Linked DNA regions of Mus musculus: all the other regions are linked to region 5. A link is a contact called in public Hi-C, HiChIP or PLAC-seq, Micro-C and promoter capture Hi-C data. All regions are on one chromosome and are shown on one strand. The core of a region is the stretch at or near the end of the contact, and the rest is flanking DNA. Distances in the headings are between cores, read along the strand shown. Region 1 holds the start of Zbtb34 (zinc finger and BTB domain containing 34). Region 2 holds the start of Stom (stomatin). Region 3 holds the start of Lmx1b (LIM homeobox transcription factor 1 beta). Region 4 holds the start of Rab14 (RAB14, member RAS oncogene family). Region 5 holds the start of Pbx3 (pre B cell leukemia homeobox 3). Region 6 holds the start of Cntrl (centriolin). Region 7 holds the start of Zbtb43 (zinc finger and BTB domain containing 43).

Region 1 (2,702 bases), core at 76-2,575, 940 kb before region 5:
TCTGAATCCTACTCCCCTTTAACACACAGTTCAAGTACCACCCTTCGCTGACCTATACCTCTCCTGCTGAATTCCACGGGACGTGGCCTTGTGTCACAGACATCACCTAGTCACAGGCAATGTCTGAACACCCACTGTAAAGCCTTGGAGACTCACTGTACCTTCAACTCCTTTCGTCCACCACTCAACTGCATTTTGACTTTTACTAAGCAAGCACTCTACTATTTTTTTTAAACTTCCTACACTAAGTTTGGCGTTAGCATAAAGGAAGGATGGGGGAGGGTGAAACCTCTGGAGTCAGAGACCAACTAAGAAGCTGTTGCAATAATCCAGATGTGAAGCAAAAACAGCCTAGACTAGGGAACAAAGAGAGAATGGGCAAATACGGACAGCAAAATGTTTGCATGCAAAACGCTCCACGGGAAAACTACGGACGGCAGCAAGGAACGATGAAGGATCAGTAAAGCTATTTCCAAGAAAACCCTTCTGGGAATCATTTTAAACCTCCCCGAGGCAAAGTGCACGAAGTGGTTAAAAAGTCTACATCTGGAGTGGAGGGGGAGACATCGGTAGAACTGCCCAGCGTGTTGAACCAGGCATAGACCTTGCAATGTCAGATATTCACAGCATGAGAGGTCTGTAGGGAGTTCATCTAAACTCTCAGTTCTTACATGGAGAAACTGAGGCCCAGCATGGAATGGGAAAGACTTGCTGAAAACCTCAAGATGGGGCGTCCCAGAATTGAGTAGCCCCCTAACAGTCACCTGGCCTAGGCGAGCAGTATTTTAACACGCCCCCTCCCCAGTCCGTCCTCAGCCCTGCGCCAGTGGCCACGCAGACCACCCAGGCCAAGCTTAACACGCGCCGCCTGTTTACCTGGCACACGGCGATGGCCAGAGGCAGCGGCTCCTGGGCAGCCTCCCGCTGACCCCCGCAAACCGGGCCTGGCTCTCCGGGGACAACGGTCACTAAGACCCCTCGGTACGGGAGGGAGAGCGAGCCGCCCGGGGCGGAGGCTGGAGGGGTGCAGGGCAGCTGCCCCGGGTCGCCACCCCTCGGGGCCAAGCGCCTGGCCTCCGGCAGGTGCCCGGGCCTCAAGACCCCGCCCGGCCGGCCCCGACACTGACCAGGCAGCCTCTCCCCCGTCCCGCCGCGCTCACGGGGGAGGTCGGACAGCCGCCCCACGGGTCGCCCCGACCCTGCCGCCTCTGCCCGCAGCCCGCCAGCCTCACCTGGGCCGCGCGCCGCGTTCACATCGCCCGCCCGCGGCGCCCCCTCCGCCGCCGCCGCCGCCGGCGCCAGGCCCTTCCCCGCCGCTCCCGCTGCCGCCCCTGCCCGCGCCCCCCGCCCCCGGAAGCGCTTCCAGGCCCCGCCCCCTCGGCGCCCGCGCTTCCGGGCAGGCGCGGACCCGGGCGGGTGTCGATATGGCCGGACTTCTCGCGGCGGGCCGGTCGGAATCCCAGCTCCTGGCTAGTGCTGCAGGCCGACCAGTAGACGGGCGGGTAGCTGAACAGCAACCCGGGTTTGGAGCCTGAAATCCCGACTCTGCGGCCCGTGGCCTTCCGCCCGCCTTCTCCTTGGCTCCACCTGCTGGCCGGAGCAGGACTCGACCGTGTGCACCCGGACCCTAAGCCTGTGGAAAGCCCCACACCTACGACCTGCTAAGCCATGCTTTTTAAGTTCTTTATTTCTATTTTTATTATTTTAGGGTCTTGCCTTGAGACAAGGTCTTAAAAAACAGAATTCCACTATATATATAAGGTTGGCCTTCAACTCAAACAGATCTGTGTACCCAGGATTACACTACAAGTGTGAGTCCCCATGCCCAACTACCTGGGCAGCTTTTCTCTTCTGCAAAAAGAAGGCTATCTGGCTTTAAAACAAGATCCCAGCCGGGCAGTGGTGGCACACGCCTTTAATCCCAGCACTTGGGAAGCAGAGGCAGGCAGATTTCTGAGTTCAAGGCCAGCCTGGTCTACAGAGTGAGTTCCAGGACAGCCAGGTCTATAGAAAAACCCTGTCTCGAAAAACCAAATAATAATAATACAAGAACCCACAGGCTGGAGAGATGGCTCAGCAGTTAAGACTGCTGACTGGGATAGCATTTGAAATGTAAATGAAGACAATATCTAATTTAAAAAGACAGCTGACTGTTTAGGTTCAATTCTCAGCACCACATGTCAGGCCTCAATCTGTCTATAACTCCTGTTTTAGAGATCCAACGCCCTTTTCTGGCCTCTCCCAACACTAAGCATGTACGTGGTACCCACACATACATGGAGACAAAACACCCAGCACATACAATAAAAAGGAACAGCTAAAAAGAAGAAGAAAAAGCAAAACAAAACAGACTACCTCGGGCAGGAAGTCTGGGCTTGTTCACAATGTCCACAGCAATGAGATTCTGTTTCCCTGTGAACCCAGCCTGGGGGCTCATCTTTTTTTTTTTTTTTTTTTTTTTTTGTTTTTCGAGACAGGGTTTCTCTGTGTAGCTCTGCTGTCCTGGAACTCACTCTGTAGACCAGGCTGGCCTCGAACTCAGAAATCCACCTGCCTCTGCCTCCCGAGTGCTGGGATTAAAGGCGTGCGTCACCACACCCGGCTGGGGCTCATCATTTTAACTGATTCTTATTGAATGTGTGGGTAACAATCTGGTTTCTCGACGGTGACAGTGCTTGCATGTGTTAAGGACAATGGAGTCT
Region 2 (2,918 bases), core at 372-2,871, 960 kb after region 5:
ACCGCCAACACACCCACACTTTGATCTAAAGCCAGAGACCAGCACTGAAGAGGCAGACTTGGCACTTTTCTCCTGTTCACATTTTAGAATTACATTTGAATTTTAAGCCTTTGTGACTAAGTCACTAAGTATCAGTTGTGAGGACTCAATAAGATCACATTATAAAACACTTAGGGTAGTGCTTAGCCTATTAAGGGTCAGTTTTGCTATGGCTCTCTTTAATTTTGCTATGCTCCCAGTTGGGGGAAGGGTTAAAGTATGGAGAATGATACACACACAGGCTTTTCTGCATAATCCCGAGGATGGAATCCTGTAGGTTTCCTATTACAACACTCTGGAGCCATCTGAGATCCTCAAGATTCGCCTGAGAAAGAGTTAAAGATGCTTCTGGGCAGGGGGATGGGCGTTAGATGGGAGGCCAGGTTGGCTTTGCAAATAATCCGAATGGATGACAGCTGTCTCCGCAGGATGATGGAAAAGCCCACTCAGCCTCCTAAATCTCTTCCACCGTGTCATTCTCCCTGAAATTCCATCTTTAGAAATAATTCCTTTAGATTAGTAAAGCTCCCAGGAGGATAGCAGGACTCCTGCGAGGTTTATTTTCTCTTACTGGGCATCTCCTGACCCCAAGGAGTTATACAATTTAAAGGCTCAAGGAGGTAGTTCGCTCAAGGGCTCTAATTTTTTTATAGAAGATAGCCTGAGGGCCTGCTAACAGTTCTTGCCTTCAAAACTAGGAAGGCTCCAGAAGAGTGGTGAGCTATTTACCTGGAAGGAGAGATCTCTAAGACAAAAGTGGACACAGTATGGGACAGACAATGGAACTGGAAGGAAAGCCAGGGAGACCTCCTTTCTTCTGCCTATACCGCCTACTGTGTCATAGGTTGAAGCCTAGCCCTTTACTAGGAAATTGATTAGTTTCCCGAAGCTGGGGACGGCAGGAAGAGGGTGGGAGTTCTTCCCTGGTTCAGAGGACTGTGGATCACGTAGGGATTGCTGAAGGCTACTTGTTGGGACTGCTTGCTTCCCCTCCCAGGCGCTGGGGCAGAAAAGAAACAAGAATGAGCAGAGGAGGCTGAAGCTGCAGAAGAGGCGCCTCTACCACTCCTGGCTGCCAGGGTCTGTCCTGGTCTGCGTGCACCGCCCGAGATAAAGAAGCGCTGGTGATAGGCACCTGGCATCTAGGACCCAAAGGATAAGCCAGTTCTTGCCTGCTAGGGTGCCGAGCAATGGATACACGCCCCTGCCGCGCGAGTGCGCCCTCTTGACTGCCATGCAGGCTGCACCCCAGCACCCCCAAATCATCATGTATCAGCCCGAGAACCCAGGAATGAAGAAGACGACGGCTCTGCGAAGCGCACACAGTGCAGTGGAGGCACGCCGGCGGTCTGCGGGGGTTCTCACTGCAGGCGGTGGGTCTCGGGACCCAGAGGGGGGCTTGAAGAGGCTGTGCGGGGGACGAGAGACTCACCTCTGAAGGACTCAGGGATCCGCTGAGACTGGACATGGCTGGACTGCCGTTTGTCAGACATAGTGCTGGAGTCAGAGTCGCTCAAAAACTCGTCAGTTCCCAAAGCCGGAGCTTTACTGAGAGCCGTTAGCAACGAAGGGGCTCAAGCTCTGGTGCAGTCCCGCCCCCAGCTGGCGGCCCGCCCAATAGGTGCCCGGGAATGGAGGAGAAGACACGCCTCTCCCGCCCTCAGAGTGCGTGACCGGAGGGGGCGTGGCCTGAAGGGGGTGTTGGCAGGCAGATACTAGGAGGGTAAGACAGTGAGGCCAGAATGCTTAAGGCCCTGCCAGAGTCTCGCTCCAGCTTCCAGTGGGTTGATCCGAGGAGAAGCTGTGAGAACAGGGCGGGGCTGAGGAGCGGTGCAAGGCATCCTGTGATTCCAGGCATTAGTGAGGGGGAAGGCGTCCTCTTGTAGTGGGGGTCTTGCAGATTGAGGGGCGTGCTGAGGGTGCTGAGTATAGCCTGGTACATCGGGTAGGCAGTGAGAGGAAGGAGTTCGCGTCAATGCTCTTGCCCCAAAGAAGACCAATTTCCAGGCGGTACATTACTTTTTTCAGACAAAATTAACTTACGGAGCGCTTGGCCTCTAGCAGGCGAGGGCCTCCCAGTTGATGCAGTGGGCAGAGGTGGACACAGTGCCAGCCCTCGTGAAGTTTGTATTATACCACAAACAAACAAGCTAAGGGTGTTTCGAAAGCAACAGCACGGAGCCCATTTGATTAATCAAAACCGAAAGGCTTCTTTCTATAAATAAGGATGTGGCCCGTGAAAAATGTCCCCTGAAAGAGCCAACCTTGGAATGGGGGCAGACTTATTCATGAGAGGTGAAAGGTCGGGCCTGGATTCTAAAATTACATTTTACAGTGTCCAGGCTCTGGAGGAAGCACTTGCCAGAACCCTCCCAGTCTCAAGTTGCCTCCCTTGCAGTTTGTAACTGAAAACCTCATGTTTGAAAAATCACTGCTGGTTTTTTTTTTTGTTTGTTTGTTTTTGTTTTTGTTTTTCTCCCTGGACTGTCCCAATGCAAACTGTTCAGGGAAATATTAAGGTACACAAAATAAACTTTTAAAAGGCATTTTATTTTGAATAAACATAGAATCACAGAAAGCTGAAAAGACATTATAGTGGTCACAAGGACCCTCTATTCATGTTACTCCTATAGTTAAATCTGTTTTATGTGCAGTCTCAAAATAGGAAATTGGCCCTGACAGAATAAGTATTCAAATATGCCATTTTATCACATGTATATACATTCTTATAAACACAGTTATAAAGATACAGAGCTAGTTCATCACTGCTGAGAGCTCCCTCTTGGAAACATTCTCTCTCTCTCTCTCTCTCTCTCTCTCTCTCTCTCTCTCTCTGACACACACACACACACACACACAGTATTTGCTGTGTAATTCCA
Region 3 (2,700 bases), core at 148-2,647, 730 kb before region 5:
GCCGTCAGCGCCGCTTGGCCCAGCCCCGGAGCGCCTCCCGTCGCCTGAGGACCCCAGCCGGCGAGCCAGAGACCCGGCAGCCCTAGACAGCACGCTCCTTTCCGTAAGCTGGGGCGCCGTGAGGCCGAGGGCCTGCAGCCTTGGCTGGGCGCTGCGCTCTCCCCGCTCGCGGAGATCCAGCGGATGGTGTTATTACCAACGAGAAGGAGCTCCGCGCGGGGTGGCCGGCTGGAACCCAACCAGCGAGGTGAGGCCAGGACACTCGCTGGCTGACACGCCCCACGATGCTGTTGGAACCTTCTACCCCAAGAACCGCGGTTGGGATAGACCCGGGGATAGTTTTCTCTTCTAAAAGCTCCCCTTCCCCAGGTGACCTGGCCTCTCTCCCGGGCTCTAAGGAGACAACTTGGTTCTCCAGCATCCCTGCCACCCGCTTCCCACCCCAGCTCAGTCCAGTGTAGCAGCACTAGAACCCAGACCCGGAGAGGACGGTGTGAGTGACGGCTGAGGCTGTTCAGTCCTCTGTCTAGGTGACGTCCCTGAACGTTTTCCCCTCAGGGAGCTCTGTCTCGGTGTGCTTGTTACCCCTCCGGTGGTCATTCCAGGGGTCCGGACCCCCTCCCCACGTCCTGAAAACCTATTTTCTTTATTCTTTGCCCCTCACGCCGGTATCCACAGCGGCACGACGGACAACCCTACCCCCTGACCCGCACTATTCGAGCGTTGCGACCCAGCACTCACCCAGCAGCACCCCCAGGGTGGCGGGCCCGGGGCGAAGGGCGTGCTCCTCCATCTTGATGCCGTCCAACATCTTGATGCCGTCCAACATCTTGGCGCAGTCCGTCTGCCCGCGAGGGAAGCACCTCTCCAGCGACTCGGGACCTGTTGCTATATCCATGGGACGCCCGGCGCGCTGCGGACCCCGCCGGCTGGGCCGCTCACCCTCCGGCCCGTCCGCCCGCTCCGCTGCAGCCGGGGAGGCGCGGCGCCCGCGGGGTCGGGGCCGCCCGCTGCCCCGGGGCGAGCGTGGAGCGGCGGCGCGCTGGCCCCGGGCCCCGGCGTCGTGCGGGAGGGCCCGGGCGGCTGGCAGCCCCGCGCGCCGCTCTCTACCGGCTACTCGCAGCCACGCGCACTCGCTGCTCGCCTGTCACCTGCTTGTCAGCCCCGGGTCCCGGCTGCAGCAGCGGGCGGCACGCGGAGCCGCCCGGAGGAGTAGGAGGAGGCGGCGGCGGCGGCGGCGGGCGGGGGAGGGGGCGGGGGTGCAGGGGCGGCCCCGCGGGCTGGGGGGGCGCGGGCGTCGCAGCAGGGTCCCGGGCGGGGCGCAGCAGGCCGCGGGGCTCCAGGCGCGCTCCCCGCACTACTCCAGTGCCATGGTGCGCCCGAGGAGCCGCTCGGTTTAGAGCTGGGGCTGGCGGCGGAGGGATACTCCGGCCCCGAGCCGCCTCACCCCTCCTCAAACTTCCTGACATTTGAACTCATTGGTGCGCCTCGTATCACTGCGCCGGGATGAGCCGGCTGCTCCACGTCAAATAGTGCCGTCGCCTCCCCCCCTCCCTGCGGGAGGGCTCCCTTAGCCCCCGTCCTGCACCCCGTGCCGCGCCCTGAATCCAGGCGACCATCCTGTCCACCATTGGCAGAAGTTTGGTTAGCCATCGAAACAAATCCTGTGCCCCACCCCTCTTGAAAAATTGATTTGGGAGTTGGGGAAATCAGGCTTTCTTTTTTTTCTTTCTTGCCTTTTTTATTATTAATATTTTTGTTGTTTTTTTTTTAAGCTCCAGCGCTCAGAGGAGTGGCCCCAAGCGAGGCCAGACTGTGAGGACGGCGGGGAACGCAGCGACTTCTCCAGGGGACAGCGCCAGGCGGGAGCGGCTGGCCCAAACCCGGACTCGTAGTCTAAGGTAGGTCGCAGGGTCTGAGTTGGTGTCCCCTCGGGAGGCGGGGCCTGCACCGGACAGCCTGGTGTGCTGAGAGGGCTCCTAGGGTCGAGGGATGGGGAACATCAAATGTAAGCAAGAACCGCTGGCCCCGGACTCGCCAAAGGGAACCCTGACCTGGGGAGGGGGTGTAAGGGCTGTAGTTTGAGTAAGTAGTCCCAAAAAGCCCAGGCCTGGCAGAAATAGGGCGGGGGAATGAGTTGAGGGGGCTCTCATAGCCAGAATGGGAGATCTTGGGTGAAAGAGGACGGTCAGGCCCGGGTTGAGACCAAGAGAGTGTTAAGAGGGTCAACAGGGCTCGGAAAGATATCTTGTTCCCGGCCGGGGTCAGTGGGCGAAGGCTGGGCCTCCCAAGGCTTGGAGTATGAGGGGCAGGTAAGAAGTGGTGTCCTCAAGATCTAGGGGTGGAGGCCTGGAACGGCATGGGTACAGTCGTTCTAAGGAAATCTGTGTGACCTCTGAAATCGGTGCCCTTTCATTGTGGCTAAGGGACCTGGCCAGGGTTAGAGACTGAGCGCTGGCCACCCTTGGCAAAGTGGGCCTCGACAGCGGGCAACGCAAGGCCAGCGGCACGCAGCTGGAGACTCCTGGGTGCATCCGGCCAGACATCCGCGAGAAAACTAGAAGACGTCGCATCGGGAAACAGGGTACCTTCGGCCCCACCACTCCCGCGCGGGTTTCGTCCTGGAATAGCAGGAGGGATGGTGCGGTCCCAGGGCAGGAGTTAACAGCCCCTGCGAGCTGCTGCTGGGCGGCCCTGGCC
Region 4 (2,755 bases), core at 192-2,691, 830 kb after region 5:
ATTTCCATACTTGGCTGTGCAGCCACCAAGAACATAGCTTTCTTCACAAATACGGAGGACATGCTACCACCACCTCTCCTCCAAGGAGCATTTGCCAGAGTAGCAGCTGACATGATAGATTTTGGGTCTTATCAGTTCTCACCCAGTGTGAATGGAGAGAAAATGGAATTCAGTTGTCTCCTCTCTGAACCGATCCAGTATTGTGTATCTCAGCCCTCGTGGAATGTACTGTAGTACAAAACATACCAGCCAGGATAGGGAGAAGCCATCATTTGTGTTCCATCATTACTCAGCTACAGGACAACTTCTGGCTTCGGTCCGTCCCTCGCCCCTTATTAAAAAAATGCGGAAAACTCTCAAAAGGCACTCGAAGCAAGCAAGCTATGTGTGAAGACACCTAAACCCGTGTCTGGCACACACTGGAGTTTTAGCGTTCCCGTTCCATCGTCTTTTCTCAAATTCTCGAGATGCCCAAACTTTTTCCCTTCGTTCTTTCTAGATGCTGTCTAGGTTCCAACCAGTGCAGGCTGGCCAGGGACTTTACAGGGATTCGGAGAACCTCGCGCACAGTCCCACACGCCCAATCCTCAGCCGGGACGACAGAGCGGTGGCTTACAAGGACACGGGAGCCAGCCCGAGACGCCGAAGCGCTGCCTTTTGTTGAGGCCCTGTAGGGTGGGACTGCCACGGCTGGGGGCTCGTGGGTGGCAGGCCGGCGCGCCACGCGTGGGGCAACACTGCGGGGGTGTTCTACAGCCGCGGGCAAAGGCGGCGAGACTCGGGCCTGCGGAGGCCGCGGCTGTGCCCCGCAGGTCGGACGGATGAGGTGGGAACACACCCTCCCTGCACGCCTCGGAGCCCGGCTGCGGGCAGGGAGCGCGAGCCGCCCGGGACGGCGCGGGCGACAGCTCGCCCCGCGGAGTCCTGTCAGGCCGGCGCCCTCCGCCGACCCCCGGGCTGGCCGCGGCCTGCGGGGCCCAGCCCGGGACGCCGCCCGCCTACCTCTCGGCTCGCCTCCGCCCCTTGGAAGGGCCGGGCTGGGAGGCTGGCTCCGGCGGCCCCTGCGGAAGGCCTTGGTTACCTGGGGGGTTGCTGGTGGCTGGGCAGCTTTCCGGACGGGAGGGGGACGTCAGGACGAGGAAGCGGAGGGCGGACGCGGCGGGAGGGAGGCCGGAATCCGTCAGCCGAGGCCCTGGCAGGTAGGCGGGCTGGCCGGAGGTTGCAGACACTCGGGTGGCAGTCGCGGTGGCGGCGGCGGCTGCTCCTGCGGCTCCCTCAGGATCTTCCTCGGGCTGGCCCAAGATGGCGGCGCTCCCTGCACAGGGTTTCCTGTCACCCTCGCAATGGGCCGGACCACAAAAGAAGGGGGGAGGATGCGCGCGCAGCCAGCGGAGCCCGGAAGAGGGTGGTGGAGACTAACCTGACGGCCACGCCCCTTCGTCAGTTCGCCCCTCCGGAGTAGACCCGCCTCGGCCTCGGCCCGCCCCCACTGGTCCTCACGCCTGAAGGAGGCGGGGAAAGGAGCCTGCGCAAGCGTAGTCGTGTGCCACGCCTCCCGGCGGAGTTACTGCGCAGGTTCGCACGCTGTTTTCTAAGGGTTGACAGTGTCTGTCCAGAATTGTCGCCGTTAGAGACCTAACTATTTTTAATACGCGTAACTGCTTATCACTGGGCCGCCTCTGTATACCGGCTTCTGGAACACACACGTATTTACTGCATTTATTCAACATTTACAGACCAATTGGAGACTAGTAGGAACAAGGCTGGCCAACACCCAGAGACGCTTCTCGTGCCATCAGAGGCAAAAGGGTGGTTCACATTGACCAACCCATTTGTATAATCATGTAGCTAGGAGGTGGCCCTTTCTTGTGTTTCATCTTTGTCTAGCTTAACCTTGCTTTGCGGACACCAGCAACAGGAAGAGGGAAACTTGACATTTTTACTCCCACCTTCCCAAGACACTTCCCACTCCCACCTTCCCAAGACACCTTGGTGAAAGCAACAGTTTCACTTTCTTGGTCTTTCGTCTTTTTGCCTTGTAGAACCTGGATGTGGATTTACTTATCTTACATTTACGTTTATCTTACATTTCCTTTTTTTATCTTATTATTTATTTGACATTTACGTTATTTATCTTACATTTACGTTTAATTTATATTTTACAATTACATTGCCACAAGGATGGATATGTTAATAACGCAAAGCAAAGCAATTTTTTTTTTCAGCATAGAAGTTGACCTTTTTTCTCCTGATTTTTTTTGAGGAGTGGAGTGGGGTTCAATACAGGATTTCAGTATGTACTTCTGGTTCCCCTGGAACTCACTATGTGAATCAGGGTGGCCTCTAACTTGCAGAGATTTGCCAGTCTCTGTATTCCCGTGTTATGGTTAAAGACATGCACCATCACACCCAGGTTTCCCCCCATGATTTTAAAGGATTTGGTACATATCTTGTGTGTCTCTGAAGGGACTATGGACTGTAACCATTATCCCTACCATGCCTAGTGGATAAAATGGCCCTTTCCAGAACCCCCAAAGAAAAGTCGCAATTCTAAGCGTTTAAAACCTTTCGTTGTAAACTGGTTCTGCCTTAGGAAAGTGAGATGTCATTAGAAAAATACATAGCAGTTTGAAAATCTCTTGTTTTGATAAATACATGATACAGACAACAGTTTTATACATGTCATTTACTTTCTCAGGTCCTCAGACTTTTCTCCAAAGTAAGGATGTGATATCTAATTCCTATCTTTCTTGTT
Region 5 (2,896 bases), core at 385-2,884:
CTTAAAACTGTCTAAGTAAAACAAAGTTCTAGTGACGCCTCTCCAGGGGAACCGGTCCCTGGCATCCAGTCTCCCACCGCTCCTTTTAAAAAATGCTACACAGGCAAAAAGAGATAGGAGAGGGCAACTAGCTAGAGCCCCCTCCCCGACTGAAACCAGGGACTACCTCCTAGGGAACTGCGACCCAGCTCCATTCTCATATACACTTCATTTAGTACCAAAGCAGAATTGAGAAATAGACTCCAGATTTATTGCAGGTTTGTTTTTTTTTTCTCAAGATCAGGAGGTGGGAAGCAAAGAATGATCAAAGATGGCGGTGCCCAAAAGCAGCAGCTCTCAACTGGAGAGTCGAAGGAGTAGATCTGACCCCACCTCGGGGGTCTCCAGGCCCACTGTGAGCAGCAGAGTCTTACCTGTTTTCTCTTTGATCTCACACAAGACGCTGAAGAGCGCCGGTTTCATTCTGTGACAGTTCAGAGCATGTTTCCTAAAAAACAAATAGCAAAACACAAAGGTATTAGCATCACCTATTGGAATAATATGGCGCCTTCCTTTAAGTTAGACCCAAGATTTAAAACCGGCCCCCAGTTTGGAAAAGCTCCTTTGAACCACGGGAAGTCAACAAAAACTCAAGTTTACTAGTTCGCAACTGGCGGCAAGCTCTAGCGGCTGAGAGCTCCAGCCCGATAGCAGCGTGACCCATCTGCTGGCTCGACAGAAGCCTCGGCGTACACAGGAGTGACCCGTGCATGAGGCTCCGCTCCGGGGGCCGCGGCGGGACCCAAGGGACCAGACCGGAGCGGAGGGAACCCCAACGCCCAAGCTCCACAAGAGGAGCGGGCGCAGCGGCCAGCGGGCGGCTAATAATCAGCGGGTGACAGCTCCGCAAAGTTTGCCAAGCGGCCCTCCCTCTAGAGAACTTGGCGCTCCCGCACAGGGTTGTGCGGGGAAGCAGCCGGTCACCCCGGACTGGGCCGAGGGGAGTGGGTGCCCGGAGTCTGGGCAGGCGGAGAAAGTTGCACTTCCCTGCGGTGCGGCCACGGACCCGGCTGGGACGCGGAGCGCGCTGGGGTCCGAGCGGGAGGTTTAAATCTGGGGAGGGGGGCGGGCAGCAGGGCACGGACGAAGCAATGATCGAGTTTGTCCCGAGCCCGGCGAGCAACTTTGCCCGCGCGATGGGGGACACAGCAAGTGCCCGGCGGGCGGAGAAAGTTCCCGCCCGCAACTGAGGCCCGGGTCCCGGGAGCCAGCCGGGACCCGAGCCCGGCTCCCGTACACACACAAAAGATGCTTAATGAGACGACACCAACTTTGCTTGCGCCTCGTCCAAGCTCTGGTCGGTGATGGTCATGATCTGGTGGAGGATGTCGCCGATGTCCTGCTTCCTGCCGTCGCCGTCCGCCCCTTCGTGGCCGTGAGGGGGAGGCGGCAGAGCCATACCCCCCTGGACCGAGTGGCCGGCCAGGTTCACCCCGGCCAGAGTCTGCAGCATCCTGGATTGATCGTCCATCCCGCCGCGCGCGGGCGGGAGCGGGCGGCGGCGGCGGAGGCGAAGGCTGAGGCGGCGGCGGCGGCAGCGGCGGCGGCGGCGAGGGAGGAGAAGAAAGAGGGGGAGGGGGAGGGGGAGGCGGCCGCGCGCTCCCCGCCCGCGCGGGAGGGGGCGGCCTGGCCCGGCGCGGCCCGCGACTGAGGGGACGCGGACCGGCGTCCGGCTCCGGCTTCCGCCGCGGAGGAGACTGAGGACAGCGGCGGGCGGAAGCGGCGCGCTCGCCGGCGGAGGCGGAGGCGGTGGTGCCCGCTGCCCTCACGCGGCCGCCGCGCTGCCTCCTCAGCGCCCCTCGCCGCGCCGGGCGGCCCCGCACAACTTGGTCCTCAGCGCCAGCCGAGTTGCCGGGACGCCGCGGCCGCCGCCGCCCGCGCCAGCCAGAACGGTCCCCTCCCTCAGCCGCCTGCCGCCGCCGCCGCCGCCTCAACCGGGCGGGATCGGAGCACCGGCGGCCCCGAGGGAGGGAGCGGCGGCGGCGGCGGCGGGCTGCGGAGGAGGAGGAGAAGGAGGCCGACGGGCGGGCCGCGGGGAGCGAGAGGGGCGGAGGAGGAAAGTTTGGGAGCGGGCGGGCCGGCGCGGCGGGGACACGGAGCCCGGTGGAGGGCCCCGGCGGGCCGCACGCCGGGCGGACAGCAGATTGATGAGGCGGGAGAACTCGCCGCCGCCACCTCCGGTGCCGCGCACCCAGTCAGCAGCCGCTGTGGACCGGGCTCGAAGGCCGCTCGGCTGAGGGATTGACAGGCTGCCAGTGCCACTCACTCACTGCGGCCCCGGCGCCCGCGGGGGGAGGGGCAGGGAGAGCTGAAGGGCGGGGGAGCGCCCCGGATGCCCCGCCTCCGGAGGCGGAGCCTTCTCTCATTGGGCTTTGCGCCTCCCGCCGCCGCCACTGGCCCCGCCCCTAGAACGCAGCCCGTCCCCTCTGGCCTCTGCTGTGGGGTGCCTGAGAGCCAGCCCGGGAGCCTTATGGGCTACTCGCGCCGGCACTCCACAGATGGTCGGTCAGTCCAGCCAGCAAAGTGTTGTCCCCGGATCCTGCTCCTTCCCTATTATTAGCAGTTGGGGACTTAGAGGTGTTATATAGGACCGAATAAAGTGTACCCGTAGCCGACAGCGTGGTCCCCCATTGCATGAGATGAGCTTCACGCCTCGGACAGTGCCTGGGATACTTTCCCGCTCTTCATATCAAGAGGTGGTACCCTCTGGGCACAAGGCCTCAAGCACAGGGCCAATCGCATTGCGCTCAGCGCCGAACGAGGCGGGACAGAGCCAAGAAAGGGTTGTCCCAATTGGAGCGTTCGAAAGTCCTGGGCTGAGACCGGGAAAAGGGTCTAAAAGCCCTGCCCGTCCCAC
Region 6 (2,980 bases), core at 18-2,517, 740 kb after region 5:
AATAGTGCCTCCTGCTGGAAATGATCAGAACTTCCCATTAGGTCAAACGACCTCAGCTTCTACAAACAGGCTTCATGCTGCTTAAAAGGTTCCCCTTCATATTTAGCGTCACCACACCAGACGTTTGCATAATTCATACTGAACTGCATTTGTGCATTACTTATGTTTTCTTCAAACCGCCCTGAATTACTTAATGTCCAGCTCATTGCCAACTTTCCCAATCCTTCCTGGGGTTTGTACAAGCTGTTCTCTTTGCCAAGCAAACACCTGCCCTTGGTTAAACTCTTCTTTCAGAGTTAAGATGAAAGTTGACTTCTAAGAAGTCTTGCTTAATGATAAAAATTAGACTTATCAGCTACTGTTCTAAGTTCTTTCAAATCATTAAGGTTAACTGCTGGAAATGGGGACGATTATATGTTACATGAGAGTAGAAATTGAGGCAGAAAGGAAATTTGTAAAAGTGTTAGAAAAATGAGCCAGGAAGTTTGTGGTAAAGAAAGGAAACGTTAATGCCTGACTGGAGAACAAGGTAGTTAAGAAAGATGATGGAGAGGGTGCAGAGATGGCTCAGTGCTTAAGAGCATATAACTGCTCTTCCAGAGGCCCCAGGTTCGATTCCTCTACCCAAATGGCAGCTCACAAAGGTCTGTACCTGCAGTTATGTGGGATCTGATGCCCTCTTCTGGCCTCCGCAAGCACATGGTGCAGACAATTAGGAAATACAGTAGAAGGCTGCTCTTTGGGGCATGATCTGCTCAAGTCTCTGTAAATGCTTGCTTTAGTTCTTTTGTACTAACATAAGGGGCACTCTTGGACTGTGAATCCTAGGATCATATAGCTCAAGTGAATGGTCACTGGAGCCCAAGCAGTCTTGAGGTGCAGCCACGTCCGGCTCGATCAGTTTCCAAGTATGACAATTTGCCTCCAAAATAGTCGCGTAAAGGATAGTGTGCATCGAGACACGGGAGAGCTCAAGGCCTGCCTTCCATCATCCCAAGATCGAATGCTGTGAACATCTCCATACTGGTTCCTCCGGTTGTTGCCTTAGGGAGAGGAACGTAAGCCTTCCCCCATTGCTTCAGTGGAAAAAATCTCTCCTCACAGACTCGGCGCCCAGAGGGCTGACCACAGCCCGCCAGGTTCATACCCGGAAGCTTCGCACCCCCAAATTGAGCGCGCGCAGAGGCGGCAAGGGTGGCGGGAAGCGCCTCCGCCCCGTCCCGTCCACTAGTCCGTGTCGGGGGCGTGGCGATAACAAGCCCCGCCCACACCAAGCTGGCCCTCTCGGCAACCGGCACAACACAACAAAATGGCTGCTGTGCTGTCGGTCTCCTGAGGGGAAGTATCCCGGCGTCTCCGCCTCGCCCCTCCCGCTAGGCCGTTCCTTCCCGTGCTGAGGCGGTGAGTGTACTTCGGCGTCCGGACCGAGCCTGGGTGGCGGGCGGCAAAGGCCGGAAAGCCCTGGTCCAGCGTGAGGTGTGCCGGCTCCGGACGCATTCGGGGCGGGGGAGTGTGCTTGGAAAGGGGATTGGACGGGAAGGAGGAGGGCCGGGGCCGGCGTGGGCAGGGGAGGGAGGGCAGGGGAGGAGAGGCGTGCACAGCCTAGGTCGGGGCGCTGCTGAGTCGCAAAGTTGGGGTGCGGCGCTTAGAAGGATGAGGTTCCCGCAGAGAGGGAAGAGTGCCGGGGTGTGTCACCGTCTGCGGGATAACTGCGATGGAGATGGGCTGGCGGTCCTGAGGGCTCTGCTGTTTAACCTCAGTTCTGTGACTCTGAGCTTGTTCCTTTTTTCCTTTTTGAAGCATGTGTGGATGATGGGGGTGGGGGGACGGACACGGGACACATATCGTGATGCGCATATGGAGGGCAAAGGACAACTTTGTGGAGTCGGGTTTTCTCCACTTTTCCGTGGGCTACAGATACAGAACTTAGAACGTCAAATTAGCACAGAAAATGCCCTTACCCACCGAGCCATCTCACTGGGGCTCTGGGCATGTCCCTTAACCACTTCCTAGATGTCTTAGTTAAGGTTTCCATTGCTGTGGTAAGACATTGTGACAGAAAGCAACTCCGGGAGGAAAGGGTTTATTTGGCTCCCATGTCTCTGGTTGCAGTGCATTCTATATCACTAGACAATTCAATTATTTTGTATCCTACATCATAGTCTTCTCTTAAAAAATCTGAAATTATAAACCATCTAGAATTATTCTTATCAAATCCTCATTAAATTATTATGAGGTCCTATGTTACTTCCCCTGATTAGTAAATTATTACTTCTAAGTAATGATTCCTATAGAATTAGGGAAGTATTCAGTGGGTTCCAGAAACCTGGATCACTGAAAGATTAAGTGATGGTTCCACACCCCTGCTTCCCTCCCTGAGTTGCCATAGCTCCTGTGAAGTCTGCATGTAGAAACACACACTATCTCATAGGCTGACCCTCTCAGTGAATCAGGGTTCTGAGAATGGACAGCACTTATGGACAGAAATAGAATCTGCAAGGACAGCTTCGTTGGTTGCAGATGAGCATTTGTCTTATTTGAAGATGGTCTGATACCACACTCAGCTAGTTTTTTCAAAAGTATATTGTTAAACTGGGCTTTCAGTTTCGTTTTGTACATGAAGGTAGTATTTGGCTATAGGGAAACTCAAGGCCAAAGGAAAGCAGCCTCAGGCCAAATTCAACTTATATAAAGATTTGTATGCAACATTCTATTACAATATCCTTTTCTGATACCAACTTGTCATTGGATTGAAAACTACTTAATATACTATCTCACTAAATATTTTTTTTCCTAAAAATTAGCTGTACGTTTGAGAACTGAGGGTCTACATTAGGTTGCCCAAGGTGATGTTTAAAGGGAACAAAAAGGAATTGTGGAGGAGCGCTGACATTTAGAGGAAGTAGAGGAACATGAGCCAGCAAAGGAGGCCATGGAGTAGAACAGGGTTATGTCAGTAGAGCATGGTGTCCCAGACCAG
Region 7 (2,850 bases), core at 23-2,522, 900 kb before region 5:
GACTCAGGCACTTGATAAAATATGTTTCATCTCCTGTCTATTCCAGATACACTCCACTCCAAAAGTTTCAGTGTTCCTCCCTATGGTGTCTCTGTCTCAGACAATACTTTGGAAACAAGCAGGGAATGGATTCCTATTAGGTTTCTAAGTTCTTCAGTAAACTGCTCCTAGAACTCTGCTACTGTGCTAAGTTAAGGGTCTCAGAGGCAGATGGAAGTCTAGTCCTTCCTAAGCCTGTAGATGCTGGCCTGGTTAAACAGAGCAGCTCCAAACAGCCCTGGAGGCCACCCAGGGTTTCTGGAAAGAGCAAAGAGTTGTGGAGACCTGCGCAAACCACTGCCTAGATCCTGAGATGGGCCTTCACCGTGAAAGCAGTAGCTCCTGACACTTTATTAGGTTTGGTGACACTTGTCAGAACTGAGACCAGACTGTGATCGGGCCACTGGTAATGGTGCCCGGCCAGGGGAGTTTTACAGGGTCATGAGTCACCTTCCATGGCTCAGAGGTCCAGGCAAGGCCCGCCCTGCCTAAACAAACTCAGTTGGGAAGGAGAGAACAAGAACACAACATTGGCAGAGAGAGAGAGAGAGAGAGAGAGAGAGAGAGAGAGAGAGAGACAGACACACACACACACACACAGAGAGACAGACAGACAAATGACCAAGAAGTCAGTGTGACTTTCGGGCCCTGAACCAGAGGGCGGCCCGAGGGGGCAGAAGCAGAGTCAAAAAACACTGAGGCAAGGGAGGAGACAGAGGTAAAGACAAAGTCCAAAGGTTGTCACCACCAAAGATGCAAAGTATAAACTCCAGCTGACAAGAGGCCAGGTGAGGACAAAACAGGTGACAACGGTCTGACAAAGAGGCGAAACTCAGGGCAGCGAGGTTCTCCTTCGCGGCGTCGGTTCGTGCGTGGGTGGCTCGACCCGGAGGTCGCCCCGGGGGCGGATTCTCCAAGAGCTCCAGGCGGCGGTGCACCTGCCGCGGGGTGACCTTGGCCAAGAGGTCGCCCGGGAGGCCGCAGGACTCTAAGCCGGGGCGCCGGGGCTTCGGAGTCACTCGCGCCGTCCCGCATCACCGCCGTCGGAGGGAGAGCAGTGTCCCGTGTCGCGGCCACTCGTGACCCCGACCGCGACCTCCCGCGCGAGCGCCCAGCCTCCCCGCCCCGCAGTACCTTCAGACGGCTCCGCGCCCGTAGCTCCAGCCTACCGGAGCGTCCCCGTTGCCGTACCAAGGCCTTATTCTCCGCCGCCACCGCGGGGACAACTTCCGCCCGAGCCTCTCGTCCCTCGGATACGCTTTCTGATCCCGCCCTCGAAATTGCCAGTGCTTCCGGAGGCGTGTCGTCGACGCTGGGATGTGCGCATGCTCCAGGCGTGCTTTCGGGGCGGGTCTTCAGGAGAGCACGCGCAGGGTACTGGCGTCTGCGCAATGGTCTCGAAGAGTGAGATAATTTCGAGTTCGTAGCTCTGGAAGCCTTAGTGGAAGACTGACTCTTGCAATTTATACGCTCACCCCACCACCACCACCACCACCAAAAAAAAAAAAAAAAAAAAAAAGTAATAACATTTCAAGATGGCTTTAAGTTGGACTTAAATCCACTCGTACCTGCACCTGCTGAGTATCAGGATTGCAAGGATGTGTTCCCCATAGTTGGTGTAGGGTGGATACACAAGCTGGACCCGACACACATTTGTGTCTTAGGTCAGTTTCCCAGGTGTGCGCCTACTTCTTTTTTGTTTTTTTGTTTGTTTTGTTTTGTTTTCTTTCTCTCTCTCTCTCTTTTTTTTTTTTTTTTTGGTTTTTTCGAGACAGGGTTTCTCTGTATAGCTCTGGCTGTCCTGGAGCTCACTTTGTAGACCAGGCTGGCCTTGAACTCAGAAATCCGCCTGCCTCTGCCTCTGCCTCTGCCTCTGCCTCTGCCTCCCAAGTACTGGGATTAAAGGCTTGCGCCACCACCGCCCAGCTTGCACGCCTACTTCTTGGTTGGGCTCTGGAACTCAGCCGTATTTAGAGAGGAGGTTGGGACTCCCCGAGAGAATTATTCAAAGAAATTCTGGGAGGGCTGGAAAAATGGCTCAATAGTTAAGACTACTCATTTCTCTTCCAGGGGACCTGTGTTCAATTTCAAGCACCCAACTGGTGGCACACAGCCTCCCTAACTCCAGTTCCAGGTTATCTGTCTCCCTCTTCCGGCCTCCACTGACACCAGGCAGGCAAACAGTACCCAGACTTGTGTGCAGGCAAAACACACATACACATTAAAAAAAAAAATTTTTTTTTAGAAGTTCGGGGAAACAAAACGAAAGAAAACAAATACTGAAGCACAGAACTGGGAACAGGTGCGGAACATCTTGCTAGGGGAAAAAACGTGGGGATTAAGGGAATGGCTCAGTTGGTAAATCCTTTACAAAGCATTGCAACTTAAGGACCTGAATTCACTCCCAGAACCATATAAAAATAGCAGGTGTGGTGGCAGGATTTTAACGCCAGTGCTGTGGAGGCAGGGATCAGTGAGTTTCAGAATAACAGAGAACCTGCCTAAAAGGAGTGGCTGGCACTAGGGGTTTTCCTTTGACCAGCACAACCACATCTGCATGAACACACATACAAATACACATGCATATAAAAAAGAAAAAATTGGGGCTGGGGTTGGGGTCGGAGAGATGCCTCAGAGGTTAAGAGCACTGGCTGTTCTTCCAGAGGTCCTGAGTTCATTTCCCAGAACCCACATGGTGGCTCACAACCATCCATACTGGGATATGATGTCTTCTTCTGCATGCAGGCGTACAAGCCGATAGAGCACTCCTATACGTAAAATAAATAAATCTTTAAAAAAATGGAGATGGGT

The links. Promoter capture Hi-C pulls out the DNA fragments that hold promoters and counts their contacts. A called contact is a pair of places that touch in the nucleus more often than the background predicts. HiChIP or PLAC-seq counts read pairs in DNA pulled down with a chosen protein or histone mark. Capture Hi-C pulls out chosen DNA fragments and counts their contacts.
Region 1: an H3K27ac HiChIP or PLAC-seq map of microglia shows a contact between it and region 5, with 6 times the contacts expected there. The contact joins the promoter of Zbtb34 here to the promoter of Pbx3 in region 5. A contact is called at or near these places in 2 of 39 promoter capture datasets (both in liver), 4 of 115 datasets of contacts at active chromatin or transcription factors (bone marrow-derived macrophages, microglia, pancreatic cancer cells and 1 more) and 1 of 9 other capture datasets (liver).
Region 2: a promoter capture Hi-C map of liver shows a contact between it and region 5, with 2.7 times the contacts expected there. The contact joins the promoter of Stom here to the promoter of Pbx3 in region 5. A contact is called at or near these places in 1 of 115 datasets of contacts at active chromatin or transcription factors (microglia) and 1 of 9 other capture datasets (liver).
Region 3: a contact with region 5 is called in a Micro-C map of embryonic stem cells, with 5 times the contacts expected there. The contact joins the promoter of Lmx1b here to the promoter of Pbx3 in region 5. A contact is called at or near these places in 4 of 39 promoter capture datasets (the C10 cell line, embryonic stem cells, frontonasal cranial neural crest and 1 more), 6 of 484 Hi-C or Micro-C datasets (all in embryonic stem cells), 7 of 115 datasets of contacts at active chromatin or transcription factors (astrocytes, embryonic forebrain and embryonic stem cells) and 1 of 9 other capture datasets (embryonic stem cells).
Region 4: a Hi-C map of CD8 T cells shows a contact between it and region 5, with 2.9 times the contacts expected there. The contact joins the promoter of Rab14 here to the promoter of Pbx3 in region 5.
Region 6: a contact with region 5 is called in a promoter capture Hi-C map of embryonic stem cells, with 3 times the contacts expected there. The contact joins the promoter of Cntrl here to the promoter of Pbx3 in region 5. A contact is called at or near these places in 3 of 39 promoter capture datasets (embryonic stem cells, erythroid cells and pre-B cells), 1 of 484 Hi-C or Micro-C datasets (embryonic stem cells), 1 of 115 datasets of contacts at active chromatin or transcription factors (astrocytes) and 1 of 9 other capture datasets (adipose tissue).
Region 7: a contact with region 5 is called in a promoter capture Hi-C map of liver, with 4 times the contacts expected there. The contact joins the promoter of Zbtb43 here to the promoter of Pbx3 in region 5. A contact is called at or near these places in 2 of 39 promoter capture datasets (hippocampal neurons and liver), 1 of 484 Hi-C or Micro-C datasets (CD8 T cells), 1 of 115 datasets of contacts at active chromatin or transcription factors (astrocytes) and 2 of 9 other capture datasets (adipose tissue and liver).

What each region holds. Positions count from the first base shown.
Region 1 is chr2:33,429,999-33,432,700 of GRCm38.p6, forward strand. Zbtb34 (zinc finger and BTB domain containing 34) reads right to left here and starts at 1,326. Exons shown (of 3, transcript NM_001085507.1): 1 at 1,233-1,326.
Region 2 is chr2:35,335,388-35,338,305 of GRCm38.p6, forward strand. It overlaps Stom (stomatin), which reads right to left and starts at 1,622. Exons shown (of 7, transcript NM_013515.2): 1 at 1,472-1,622. The coding sequence starts at 1,532.
Region 3 is chr2:33,639,701-33,642,400 of GRCm38.p6, forward strand. It overlaps Lmx1b (LIM homeobox transcription factor 1 beta), which reads right to left and starts at 1,398. Exons shown (of 8, transcript NM_010725.3): 1 at 742-1,398. The coding sequence starts at 898. It overlaps Gm39790 (a long non-coding RNA gene), which reads left to right. Exons shown (of 3, transcript XR_866136.3): 1 at 1-247; 2 at 370-530; 3 at 679-771. C130021I20Rik (Riken cDNA C130021I20 gene) reads left to right here and starts at 1,493. Exons shown (of 3, transcript NR_046275.1): 1 at 1,493-1,644; 2 at 1,776-1,901; 3 at 2,427-2,700.
Region 4 is chr2:35,199,679-35,202,433 of GRCm38.p6, forward strand. Rab14 (RAB14, member RAS oncogene family) reads right to left here and starts at 1,442. Exons shown (of 8, transcript NM_026697.4): 1 at 1,082-1,442.
Region 5 is chr2:34,370,411-34,373,306 of GRCm38.p6, forward strand. Pbx3 (pre B cell leukemia homeobox 3) reads right to left here and starts at 1,635. Exons shown (of 9, transcript NM_016768.2): 1 at 1,311-1,635; 2 at 414-487. The coding sequence starts at 1,510.
Region 6 is chr2:35,108,229-35,111,208 of GRCm38.p6, forward strand. Cntrl (centriolin) reads left to right here and starts at 1,268. Exons shown (of 44, transcript NM_001379274.1): 1 at 1,268-1,401.
Region 7 is chr2:33,467,260-33,470,109 of GRCm38.p6, forward strand. It overlaps Zbtb43 (zinc finger and BTB domain containing 43), which reads right to left and starts at 1,273. Exons shown (of 3, transcript NM_001025594.1): 1 at 1,174-1,273.